2 separate regions of the Mus musculus genome follow, and region 2 is linked to region 1. Evidence: chromatin contacts called from public HiChIP or PLAC-seq data. All regions are on one chromosome and are shown on one strand. Each heading gives the region's core, a stretch centred on a gene start, on an enhancer-like site or on the middle of the called end of the contact. The rest is flanking DNA. Distances are from core to core; before and after follow the strand shown.

Region 1 (5,903 bases), core at 2,204-4,703:
CAGTTCTCTGAGTCCTGGAGTGGAACTCAGATGGTCAGGTTTGGCAGCAAACCCCTTTATCTAGTGGGCAATCTTGCTGGCCCTGACCTGTCTGCTCCAGGGTGGCAAGAACTATCAGCTAGCACAGGCTGCCAGCCTTGTCAGGGAAAGGGAGTATTGTTTCCAACCATGAACCTGGTGGAAGGAAGGGACATTCCCAGAGAAAACTAGAAGCTGAAATAGAGGGAAAACAGTTTCCGGGGGGAGGGGGGCATCTGAGAGGGACAGCTCCTCAGAAGGTCTTTCTGCATGTGGCTCTATTCCCCTCCATTTTATTTTCATTTATAATGAAGGTGTGTCTTCTCTGGCCCAAGGAGATGCCCTGCTCTCTGTTCCTATCACCCTTTTCTTTGCACTACTGGACCAAGAGTAAGCAGAGTGTGTTTTCACTTGCAAGTACCAGGAAACTCAGAGATCTTTTAATTCTCACAAATAACGCCTAGGTGGGATGGGCACAGGCTGACAGAGTGGACAAGTGATGCCATCAGTACCCAGGTCAGCCAGGCGTGGTGGTTCATGCCTCAGTTCAATGCTCAGGAAGCAGGGGCAAGTGACGCTCTATGAGCTTGAGCCAGTTGGGGTCTACATAGCTCAAGTTCAAGGACAGCCAGGGCTATGTAGAGAGACTCTGTGTCAAAAAGAATAACTGCAGTTCATCTTTCTGCTCTGCCACTATACCCTAGTCAGTCAAATAGCTGCCTGCCCAGCTCCAGGCTTCAAGTCCCTGAACACTACCACTCAGAGGCAGAACAAATCAATTATTGTGTGTCTTAGGTCTCTTTGTAATAACTAAGAAACTTTTCCAGGAAATCCCTCAGTGATGTGTCCTCATGACTCATTGGTCGCAGTCGGGCTTCGAGCCTCTTTCATGAATTGCCATCAAGGAAAGGGGGATTTCCAGAGCTGATTGAATCAAGATGGCTAGGAATAAAACCAGCCTCCCTGCAAGCTCATGGCCACAAACTGTGAACTGGACCAAGCTGGATGAGGTTCTATTGGGAGATAATTGACATTTGTCACATTTGTGGTTCTCAACATTTGAGGACTTTGCCACCTTGTATGAGTCTTGCTCACAAGAGACAGCAACACAAAAGTTTTAGAACCTTCCAAGTCGATGGCAGGCATGATTAGTGTATAGGTGGGTCAACTGGACTTCACTAGCGAGCCACAAAACCCAGCCAAAGTGAAGCCTTGGGTGCTAGGCCAGATACTCTGGCGAACGTGGAAGAGCAATGTAGAGAGAGCGAGGGTCTGCACAAGTGAGTGCTGACATGCGCACTGCATCTACCTTGTAAACAGTGGTGTGCTCAAGTTGGGCAGTTTGCGTACAGTTCTGCTTTAAGCGACCATCGAGCCCGTTTTCTAGACTCTTAGGGGAGTCAAAACTAGGGGATTTGTCCCTAAACAAATCTCCTTCTGGTTCCAACTAGAGAGACTCTTGCTCGCCACCGGAAGTTCTGCAAGGCGAAATGAAACCGGGTACGCAAAGCATTGTGTCTCTGACGCAGAGGACCAGACGTGTGACGTGACAAAATGCCAAGGATGTGAGCTCTCCACAGTACATCGCAGAGTACCACTGGTGGAGACAGAATAAGGCAGGTCTGGGGAGTTCTTCCCTGGGGCCAAACTCAGCTTCCCTTCCCGTGCTCAAGCACCCTTTCTCTGGAAACCCGCCCTACTCTCTCCGCAAGCATTTCCACCGAAGACCTTGGCACCCAAAGAGCCTATACCCCATGATAGATGTAATTTAATATCATTTTGTTGTTAGATGTATCTCCAGACGTGGACCAGGTCATTTAATATTGCATGAGGGGAATGGGGTTGGAAGGCGGGGTAGGGGAATTCCAGACCAGTGTGACTAAACTTAAATTTGAAAGTTTTCAATACGAAATGCCCAGTGCATTGGAGTTTGTATCCTTTTACAGGTAACTAAAAGGGAATGTCCCCTCCCTGCAACAGAAAAAATAGCAACCTTAACAATGTTTTAAAGAACAGAAGGAAAAACTTCATTGTGATTCTCCTCTCCTGCCTCAACAAAGCTACTGGCAGGTACCCTTGACCGCTGTATCATTTACCTGACTCAGTTCATAAAGTGGATGGATACGCTGCTGTACTCCGCTTAGGCCACCACCCTCACTAGACATGCAGAGGCCGCTGGCTTACACACATTGTAACATTTGTGTTGTGTTTAACGGGTCCAAAGTGTCCTTCTTTCAAACCACTTTTAGAGCATCCTTCTTTTAGGTTGTTGATGCCTATAAATGTATCTCCCTCGGGCTGATACCACCTGATACCACCGTGTGGTTGCTGCCGCTGCCAGATCAGCGCCCCCCCCCCCCCCCCGATTTCAGCAGTGGGGCAGGTTTGAAATAGCATCTTTAATAAAAGGGCAATGGGCCTTACCGCTGTTTCCTTTTGTAGATTTTAGTTATTATTGGGGCTTTCCTGGGGTTCTGGCTCTGAACGATCCTGTCAGGCATTGGCTCAGTGTTTCTCTGCTATTCAGAGATGGCACCAGGCCCATGGGGTTGAGAGTGTAATACAGATGTGTGCGTTATCAGGAATGTTCCAAAAAGCACCTCGTGGTTTTCTCTGGGGTTCATTTTTGTTTGTTTGTTTGTTTTTGTTTTCTTTTTTTGTTGTTTTTTCTTTGGGGGTTTGGGGGGGCTGTTTTGTTTTGCAGAATTAACCCTTTCAGGGGGGTTATTGTCCTCAGTTGTCTTAGTTATGTGACAGGAAGGCCTTAGGGTGGGGATCTCTTCCTTCATCTGGAAACTTAATTTCAAATCTTACGCTTACTGCATAATGAAAAATGCCCAGGAATTGTGTGAAAGTAAGGATGAGCTGTTGCCCTGACATCTGAAAATTTTGAAACAGGTGACTATTACAGAAGCCTATTAGCTTTTCGGGACTCCCTTCCCCACAAGTTTTAAGTCAATGATCCCTCTTTCTTCCTATATTTTCTCTGCTGCATATATGATCAGTGACCTTAAAAAGCAGTCATTCAAAAACTATGTTTGGCAAACACAGCTTAATTTTCAAGTCTGGTGCAGAGTTTCTCACAGAGAGCTGGGGCCCTGAAGACAGAACGCGCTCTTTTGAGCTGCATTTTGAAAAGGGAAGGGAACTGTAACTCATTCCTTGTGGTAGAGGACAAGCAATGACTCTCGGCAATGGTCTGGGGCTCCGACCTGCCACTGCCACCGTAAAGACCCGGCTCGTGGGGCTCCGACCTGCCACCGTAATGATCTACCTCCGTGGGGCTCCGAACCGCCACCGCCACCTGGCTCCATGCCCTTTCCCTCCTAGCCTCCGAGCAGCTTCTCTGGCTGCCACGTGACCCCAAGAGGCCATTTCATGTGTTCCCACTGGGTACCACCTCTGCTGTGCCCTCTGGTGGCCTTGGCTCACCACTGCTGCTGCCTCAGCAAAGTTTGACCTTGGCGCTATCAAGAGCCATCTCTCCTCTCTACTCCAGCCGCTCATGGGAGTCCGGGTGCCTGCTGACGCTGCTCCAGCCGAGAGGGAGTGATTTGTCTCCTCAGCTGGCCACAGCAGTCCACCCTGCTCCACTCTCCAGTAGCTTACACACTGAGACCCTGAAAACCACGCTGGTTCCCCAGGCCCTGCATCATTTAGGTGACCACAGTATACCACTGCCTCAAAAAATATTTCTCCTCTTTTCAACAGTCCAGACGAGATAGACCAAGCCAAAGAATGAAGCTTAGTTATTACACCACATGTAAGAGGAAACTCAAAATAGATCAATAGCTTATGTCAAGAGCTAAACCAATAAAACTTTTAGAAGAACACAGGAGGAAAGCATCATGACCTTAATGAAATGGGGTCTTGGGTCTGGGATCAAACGCAGAAGCAATACACAGGGGCTGGGGTAAATTAGACCCTAACAAATCTAAGAACCTGTAACATTGAAGGATTTTATCAAGAAAGTGAAAATAACCACTAGGGAATGAGCAGGGTGGCAACTCAGACAACAGTCTGAGCAAATCCCAGCACTTGGGAGGCAGAGGCAGGTGGATCTCCAAGTTTGAGGCCAGCCTGCTCTACAGAGTGAGTTCGAGGCCAGCCAGAGCTGCCCAGAGAAACCCTGTCTCAAAAACAAACAACCTCTGCCCCTACCTCCCAAAACCCAATAGAATGGGAGACTCTGCCAATTCCACACGGGATGTTGTGTGAATATTCCTCAGGAGGTGTGACCAAATGTCTGTTCACTACAGTTGGGGCACCAAGGAGAAGTAAGGAAACCACTCCCCCAAAGTCTTACTTGCTGAACAAATGAGTTTATTACGGTTATTGGCAGAAGCATGGGTGACCAGTTCCATCACCCAAAGTCTCCTACCCCAGCTAGCAGTGCATGTAAGCCACATCCAAGAGCCTGTAGCCCAGTTTGTAGGCAGCAACACCAAAAAGGCTCCGCTCCAGGGCAATTGCTGTGGGAGGGATTGTGTGTGAGGCTAGTAGCTTTCTGAGCTTCCTGTAATGTTCCTGAGCTTTCTAAGCCTTCGAGTTTTCCCCTTCCTCTCCCCAGAACAGAATGCTTCAGTTTGGAGAAGATAGCTGCACAATCTGTAGGAAGGGTCTAACGTCCAAAATAATAGTCTTCATTTCTCAATAATGAAAAAGCAAACAAACAACCTTTAAACTATCAAAGCACTTGGGTTAGCATTTCTCCAAGATACACACACACACACACACACACACACACACACACACACACACCCTGATATACATATAAAAGGATACTCAATCAGTATCATTGATCCCAATGGAAATGTAAACTAAAGCCATCTTCAGATCTCTCCTTACACTCACTAGGATGGCTATAACCAAAACCAGACAACAGGAAGAACTGTCCAAATGTGGTAAATCGGAGCACCCGTAGCTTACTGATGAGAATGTAAACTGTAGGCTGCTGTGGAGAGCAGTTTGCAGGTTCCTGACAATGTTAAGTACGCCCCCGGGTGGTGCAAGCAGAGAATTGACTCCTGTGAGGTGTCCTCTGGCTTCCCCATGCCCACTGTAGCACACGAGTGTGCCCTACACACACACACACACACACACACACACACACACACACACACACTGGCACATAAATGCACAAATAAATGCAACTGTAAATGTAATGCTGAGTACAGTCAGGAGTAGTGAGGCAGGCATGTAGGCAGCACTCGGCTTGTGGAGGCGGGAAAACTACAAGTTAGACACAGTGGTCAGCCTGGGCTATATGGAGAGAGCCTGTCTCAAAGCCAAGGAACAACAAGACAGGAAGTTCACTGACTTATCTTGTCTGTTTATTGATGATACAACCCCCATTTCAGGAGAGGTTAGCCTATAGCAGTGAAGACATGCTTCTCAGAAGAGCTGAGGAGAGCCTGCACAGGCAGGCCCTGGGGTTACTGCCCTCTAATGCATTAGGCCACGCCCCTCTGGTTCAATCAGTTTCCACAGTCATCCACGTCTCAATGCTGTTTGGGGGTGGGGTGGGGATAGGGTTGAGATGGCTTAGTGAATCAAAGCTCTTTCTGCCAGCGATGCAGGTGACTCGAGATTGCTCGCTGGCCAGCAACCCAGCTCCGGGGTTTAGTGAGAGACCTGTCTCAAGAGAATAAAACATAGGGTTATAGGTCAGGATATTGGGTGTCCTTCTCTGGCTTCCACCTATCCCTGAGGGCACCTGTGCACATCTGTGTGGTGAGGAGCTGAGGCCCTCCATTTGACAATGGCTGTGTAAAGCACTATGCAGAAGCAGCAAGGTACACAGAGGCCCAGGAGAACAGCCCTTTGCTCTAGGGGCAGACAGTAGCCATGTCTGAGGAAAGTCACCGGCAGGTAGGACAGAGGGG
Region 2 (5,669 bases), core at 495-2,994, 210 kb before region 1:
TGAGTTGGTGGCTTAGTCCCTGGGAGCTCTGGGGGTACTGGGTAGTTCATATTGTTGTTCCTCCTATGGGGCTGCAAACCCCTTCAGATCCTTGGGTGCTTTCTCTAGCTCCTTTATTGGGGACCCTGTTGGACTGGCTATGTCTTAAAACCGTTTTTAAAAACAGTCTTAAGAAACTGTGTGACCACAAGCACGTTTTGTATATGATTTGCCTATGATTCCAGGGGCTGCAGACTCTGTATCATTCATGGACTCCTTGTTAAGTATATAAAGTTTAGAAGAAAAATAGTCAAAGCAAAACTAGGAATGTGGTCTCCTGAGCTATAACAGAAAATGTCCAGGTTACTTGATAGGTTGGGGGTTGATGAATGAACCCCCATCAAGTGTATTTGTTAGCAGGGAAGAAAACAGTATTTGCAGAGCAGATTGGAGGGGTGAAGTAAGGAGAGGAAGTTAGAGGTGAGTGCCAAGAGGACAGGAAGACCAACAGATGTCTTTCTGTAGGTGCAGTGATGGGCATTTCGAGGGACTCTCTAAGAATATTAGTCCAATTACCGATTTTATTTAAAAAGTGATCTGTGTTATGAATGAGTATGGAAAATAACTCTTAAGTCATGCCACAGGAGCTTTGAGGTGATTGGCAGCTGGGATGGAAGCCGGGCCAAGTCCTGCAGCAAAGAAATTGGTTTTGTAAAATTTAATGTAGCATATTCCCAACAGGTTGAAAGGATTTGGGGTTGGGGTGGGGCAGAAAACTAGCAGAAATGAAAGCTATTAAGGAAATGAAATGCTGGGCTAGGTCACTGGAGTCCTTTCCAACTGGAAGACCCTTCTGTGAGAGACCTGACTCCTCAAAAGAGAAGCGCCAGGATCAGAGATGGAGAACATAGGAGCCCTGCAGGGAGGAACTGCTTGCTGCCACTGGGTTATGTAAGCGACTTGGGTTGTGTAAGTTCTTACTGTACGTGAAGGTGAGAGAACCAGAACCTTAGTGTGTTCAGTTGAGCAGTGAGGAGCAATGGTGGCTTCTCCATCCTCATTAAATGCAGGGCTCAAGGCCTTCTGGGTAATGATTGTGGCATTGTGGGGTTCTCGGGCTAAATTAAGCTGCAAGACAATTTTTCATGTGTTTGAAGATTTTTTTTTTAATGTAGATATCCTGCAGGCTTTTGTGACTGACTCTGTAGACTGTGTGTGGCCAAGTCCAGCGACAGCTCATAAAGTTGGCCGTGAGCCACTTCAGGAACCTCGTGTTTCTCTAATTTTTAATAGGCTCCTAGGGCTGCCTGACTCTTGAGATGTGTCAGTCCATCACATGCCATCTACCAGAGTACAGAGGAGCAACCAAAATTAGAATTCATACTTCAGATTTAAGAAAAAAATAGTTATTTCTCCTTTGCTGATACTAAGACATTATTTGTCTTCCCTAAAGTCGTCATTGCTAAAGCAAACTGATGAATATTCAGCCTGAAACAAGCAAGACTACCTAAAAAAATAGAACCCCTGTTTCATATTACAGTTTGAGGTTCCCTGCTGCTCAGTTTGGGGAACACCCCTCTTCTGGATTCAGTGACAAGTCTTCCTCCCAGTGTGGGGTGGGGACCTCTTGCTTCTCCCAGTCTTCCTGTCCTAGACAACTGGGGAAGCTTGGGTGACTCAGCCGAGGGTCTAGATTGGCCAGGTTCTGCTGACTCCTGCTGCTCAGCTCCGCTGATAAGGACCTCTGCAGCATGGGGGTGACAGGGGATTAACAAGCAGTTACTCAGTGATAAAGTCAACTGAGGCACAGGAGGAGGACCGGGCACACTGACCACATGGGCCACACACTGGTGACAGCACCAGCTGTCTGTGCAGAGGGCTGATGGGAAGTAGGAATGAAAACAAACTAAAGTTTTCTCCTGAGCAAGATTAAATACAGAATGAATTAGAAGTATAATTCCAGAAAGTTTGGGGCTGTACAGATTGGGGTGGGGCATGATACATGTTCTATGGTGATTGACTTACTGGAAATTCACTATGGAAGTAGATTCAGGGAAAGAACTCTAAAGTGTGCGCTAGGAAGGCTCCCATTTATGGAATGGTTCAGTAGGCATATGGCTTCCAGCAATGCCAGATGTGGGTAGCTGACTGTCTGTGCCTGATACTACAGTTGGGTGGTGTTTGAAGGCATAGCCTACAGTAAGCGCTCTCCCCTCTCCCTCTGCCGGCTGGCTCTGTCCTCAGCTTGTTATATCCAACAAGACAGAACTCATTCCCATCCCGGTGCTCCGCCTCCTCGGTCTGTTTGCCTCCTCCTCTTCTCATGGTGCCGTACTGAGACATCAGGAAATGTCATCATTCTAACTGGAGATAGGATGACTTTAGAGGAGACTGCTCTCTCTAAACCAGTTCCATTCTAGAACAAAGAAAGACCGTTCTTCCAAATAAATGGACGGGCAGAACCTGCCCTTTCTTCTCTCAGGTTTGTTTTTTGAGATGATCTCATGGCCCAGACCGACTTCAACCTCCCCCTGTAACCAAAAACGACCTCCCACTTTACCTCCTAAGTGGTGGGATTGTAGGCATGCACCAGTACATCCAGTTGATGGTCATACTGGGGATTGAACGCAGAGCTTCATGTATACCAGGCGCACACGTGACTGGCCCAGCTGCACCCCAGCTTCCCATTTAAAGTTGATAAACTCTTGTTCATTAAGCCACTTCAGTACTTTCTGTATGTCCTAGCTAAAACTCCATTGATGATTGCTGTTACTCAAGCAGTTGAAGTAACTGTCACCCATGCTAACTGGTCACTGACTCGGGAGGACATCTTTTTCTGATTCACAGCACTGGTTGATAAGAACAGCCCAGGGTCTAGAACACTTTTTAGAGTTTGGGCCTAGGAAAGAAAATACTATTGCATATCAAGATGGTCATTCTTGAGTCTGATTTCCAAAACATAACTTTTGACATAAAGAGGATTCCGAGGAGAAACTGCTAATCAGGGAGAGGGGTGCCATTTTGGCACTTTGAGATAATAGTGCCTATGTTGTCTTTCTCAGACCGGCTAGTCAGTAGATGAGTCTTGAATGTTTAACTTTAAGGTTCATGCTCAGTCTTGATTTTGAAATAAAAATTTATCTGTATCACACACACACACACACACACACACACACACACACACGCAATGATCTTTAAAATGCCTGTGAGAATAAGGATAAGAACTAGTTGACCAAGAACTTGGTTGAGGGGCTGATTCTTAAGCCACCCTGAAAGAAGGTGGCACCGAGGATGACGACACTGGTTGGTTTTGTTGACCTAACACCAAACTAGGCCTGTCTGGAAAAAGGAACAGCAATTGAGAAAAATGCCTCTGTAAGATTGGCCGGTGGGACATTTTCTTAGTTAGTGGTAGATGTGGGAGCGTTTGAGCTGTTGTGGGTGGGTTTGCTCTAGGGCAGGTGGTCCTGGGTTCTGTAAGAAGGCAGATGAGCAAGCCATGAAAAGCAAGCCAGTAAGCAACACTCCTCCATCATGTCTACATCAGCTCCTGCCTCTAGATTCCTGCCCTGTTTGAGTTCCTGATTATGACTGGTCTTTGGCCAAACCAACTTTTTCGTTGAAATCAGTGAAGTCATGTTTTATTACAGGATCCTTTTGTTTATACTCAGATGGGTGAGGTACTCCTGTATTGTTTATAGACACTGTTTATAATCTGCACCCGAGAGCTGCGTATTTCTCAGAGCAAGAAACACAGCCATTGAATCATGGGTCAGATCCTCCTGACTACCAGTCACAAAGCCCTGAAGCAAGGGCTGTGTGTGTCCGTGTCCGTGTGTGTGTGTGTGTGTGTGTGTGTGTGTCCGTATGTGTCTTGTCTGTCTGTCCAGCAGGAGGCAGATTAGCATACACACAGTAAACTTGAATGAGACCAAAGGGAGAAGTCATAAGGCCAACTACCCTGTAAAAGGAGATGCCTTCAAATCGCTTCCAAGACCACAAAAGCTGTTTAAGCCTATACTAAGAGTGTATGATATTGCAAATGGTTACTGGTTTGGGGGAGGGGAGGGGAGGGCTTGTGAACAGCATAAAGAAAATTAAGATAGTGCCACAAGTTAGTTTTGCATGGATCAAAGCATACATTTGAAAAGGTGGCACTGAGTGAGAGAAGAGACAGAGTTTTCTGGGGAGCTTGAAGGCTGGAGTCCTGTGCTGGAGACTCTTAGTGATGACCGTGGATCCAGAAGCTGGAGAGGAAGGCTTTCCTTTGCCACTCTCTGCGGACCACCTCATGGCCTCCTTCACTGCTGCACACCGCCCTGGCTCCTCTTTGCAAGAGCAGATCATTGGCAAGGCTGCCTCCTCCGAGGGTAGTGTTCTCTGCATAGTAATCAGTTCCCTGCAATTGTGATATCCCTGCCTCTCACCCCAGGCTCTGGAATCCTGACTCACAGGGCCACTGGTAGAACAGAATTCAGAAGAGACAGAAAGCTTTCTTGAAGTTTTACCAGCCTGCTCCACTTTAAGGCTTAGTGACCAGTCACAAATAGGAGACTGTGGGGATGTGTATTTCAGTCACCTTCAGCACATGGCAGTTTAAGAGCTGCATCCACACTGGCCCTTTAGGCACCGTTGCCTGCGATTTTATTCATGTTGGGGTTGCATAGCATTCTGGACTGAGGGTGCTGCTCAGTCAGTGGGCTTTGCAACAGGCGTTAAACTCTGGCCTTGAGGCACCACCTTAAATTGGACATGGTGACACATACACGGGAGGTAGAGGCAGAAGGATTAGAAATTCAAGGTCATCCTTGGTAACATAGAGACCAGCCTGGGATGTGGGGGTCCCAGAGAGCGGCAGGAGGTAAAGAAGTTGGGAATCTTTGCAGAAGACAATGCCGGTTTAGCCAGCAGGTGTCTATGTTGGTTTTTAAAATTTGTTTTCTTAAGCTTAAAAGTCAACTGAATTCTGGGACTATCAAGAGTTCTTAGAAGCCTGGTATTGTCGCTGGTTCTCAGAGTCACAGAACTCAGAATTGATGGGCTTTTAGTTGTTAACGTGTGTGTTTGGTGTTCCGTACCTGACAGGGTGTGTGGAGATGAAGGGATGTTTGTTGTTCACTGAACCCCCACGGGGCACGGTCTGCTTTCCTCCGTGAGAGGCTTGCTTGCCTTTTTTTGGTGCCTTTGTGGAAAGGAAATTGGAATTGCAAAATGTGCATGTTTCTAACTTAATATGTCTCTTTTCAGATGATCGGATGATTGTGGGTAAATTCTACTCAGTTTGTAAAGTACACGGTGTCAAGTCTATTTTTCGATTATCTGAAAATAGTGGTATAGAAGCCACACCCTCCCTTTAGGGGTTCATGGATTAGATATATAATGCTTCACCTTAGAAGCTAAGTAGAAAATGTATTTATTTAATATCTACTGATGCTTACCATCTGTCAGGTTCTAAGCACAAGGATTCTATTAGAGAGAAAAGGTAGCCCCCGCCCCACCCCAATACACATACCCCCACCCTAGGTCGGGAACACATGTCCTGTAGCTGCAGATGCAAGGTGAAGAGTCTCCTTGTATGCATCAGCAGTAGACCCTCTCGGTCTATGTAAGACACATTCAGATTTCTCTGTTTCACGTTCGACTGTAATCTCCAGTGACTGAGGCAGGGGGATGTCAAAGAGTTCAAGGCT

What was found. HiChIP or PLAC-seq counts read pairs in DNA pulled down with a chosen protein or histone mark.
Region 2: an H3K4me3 HiChIP or PLAC-seq map of bone marrow-derived macrophages shows a contact between it and region 1, with 6 times the contacts expected there. The contact joins two enhancer-like sites. A contact is called at or near these places in 3 of 39 promoter capture datasets (cranial neural crest, hematopoietic stem and progenitor cells and neutrophils), 4 of 484 Hi-C or Micro-C datasets (bone marrow-derived macrophages, liver and muscle stem cells), 5 of 115 datasets of contacts at active chromatin or transcription factors (bone marrow-derived macrophages, embryonic stem cells, heart atrium and 1 more) and 3 of 9 other capture datasets (adipose tissue, liver and pancreatic islet).

Annotation. Positions count from the first base shown.
Region 1 is chr10:42,028,746-42,034,648 of GRCm38.p6, reverse strand. 1700016J18Rik (a long non-coding RNA gene) reads right to left here. Exons shown (of 3, transcript XR_871596.3): 3 at 5,539-5,652. Among named protein-coding and RNA genes, the nearest start is that of Gm51798, 12 kb to the left of the region's middle. Within about 2 kb of position 3,453, at least 61 of the 459 cell types and tissues checked have an H3K27ac peak or open chromatin away from gene starts, as enhancers often do. A contact at or near this core is called in bone marrow-derived macrophages and hematopoietic stem and progenitor cells, where this site is marked.
Region 2 is chr10:42,240,661-42,246,329 of GRCm38.p6, reverse strand. The region is part of intron 2 of Foxo3 (forkhead box O3); the gene reads left to right. Among named protein-coding and RNA genes, the nearest start is that of Gm38485, 31 kb to the left of the region's middle. Within about 2 kb of position 1,744, at least 31 of the 459 cell types and tissues checked have an H3K27ac peak or open chromatin away from gene starts, as enhancers often do. A contact at or near this core is called in bone marrow-derived macrophages and hematopoietic stem and progenitor cells, where this site is marked.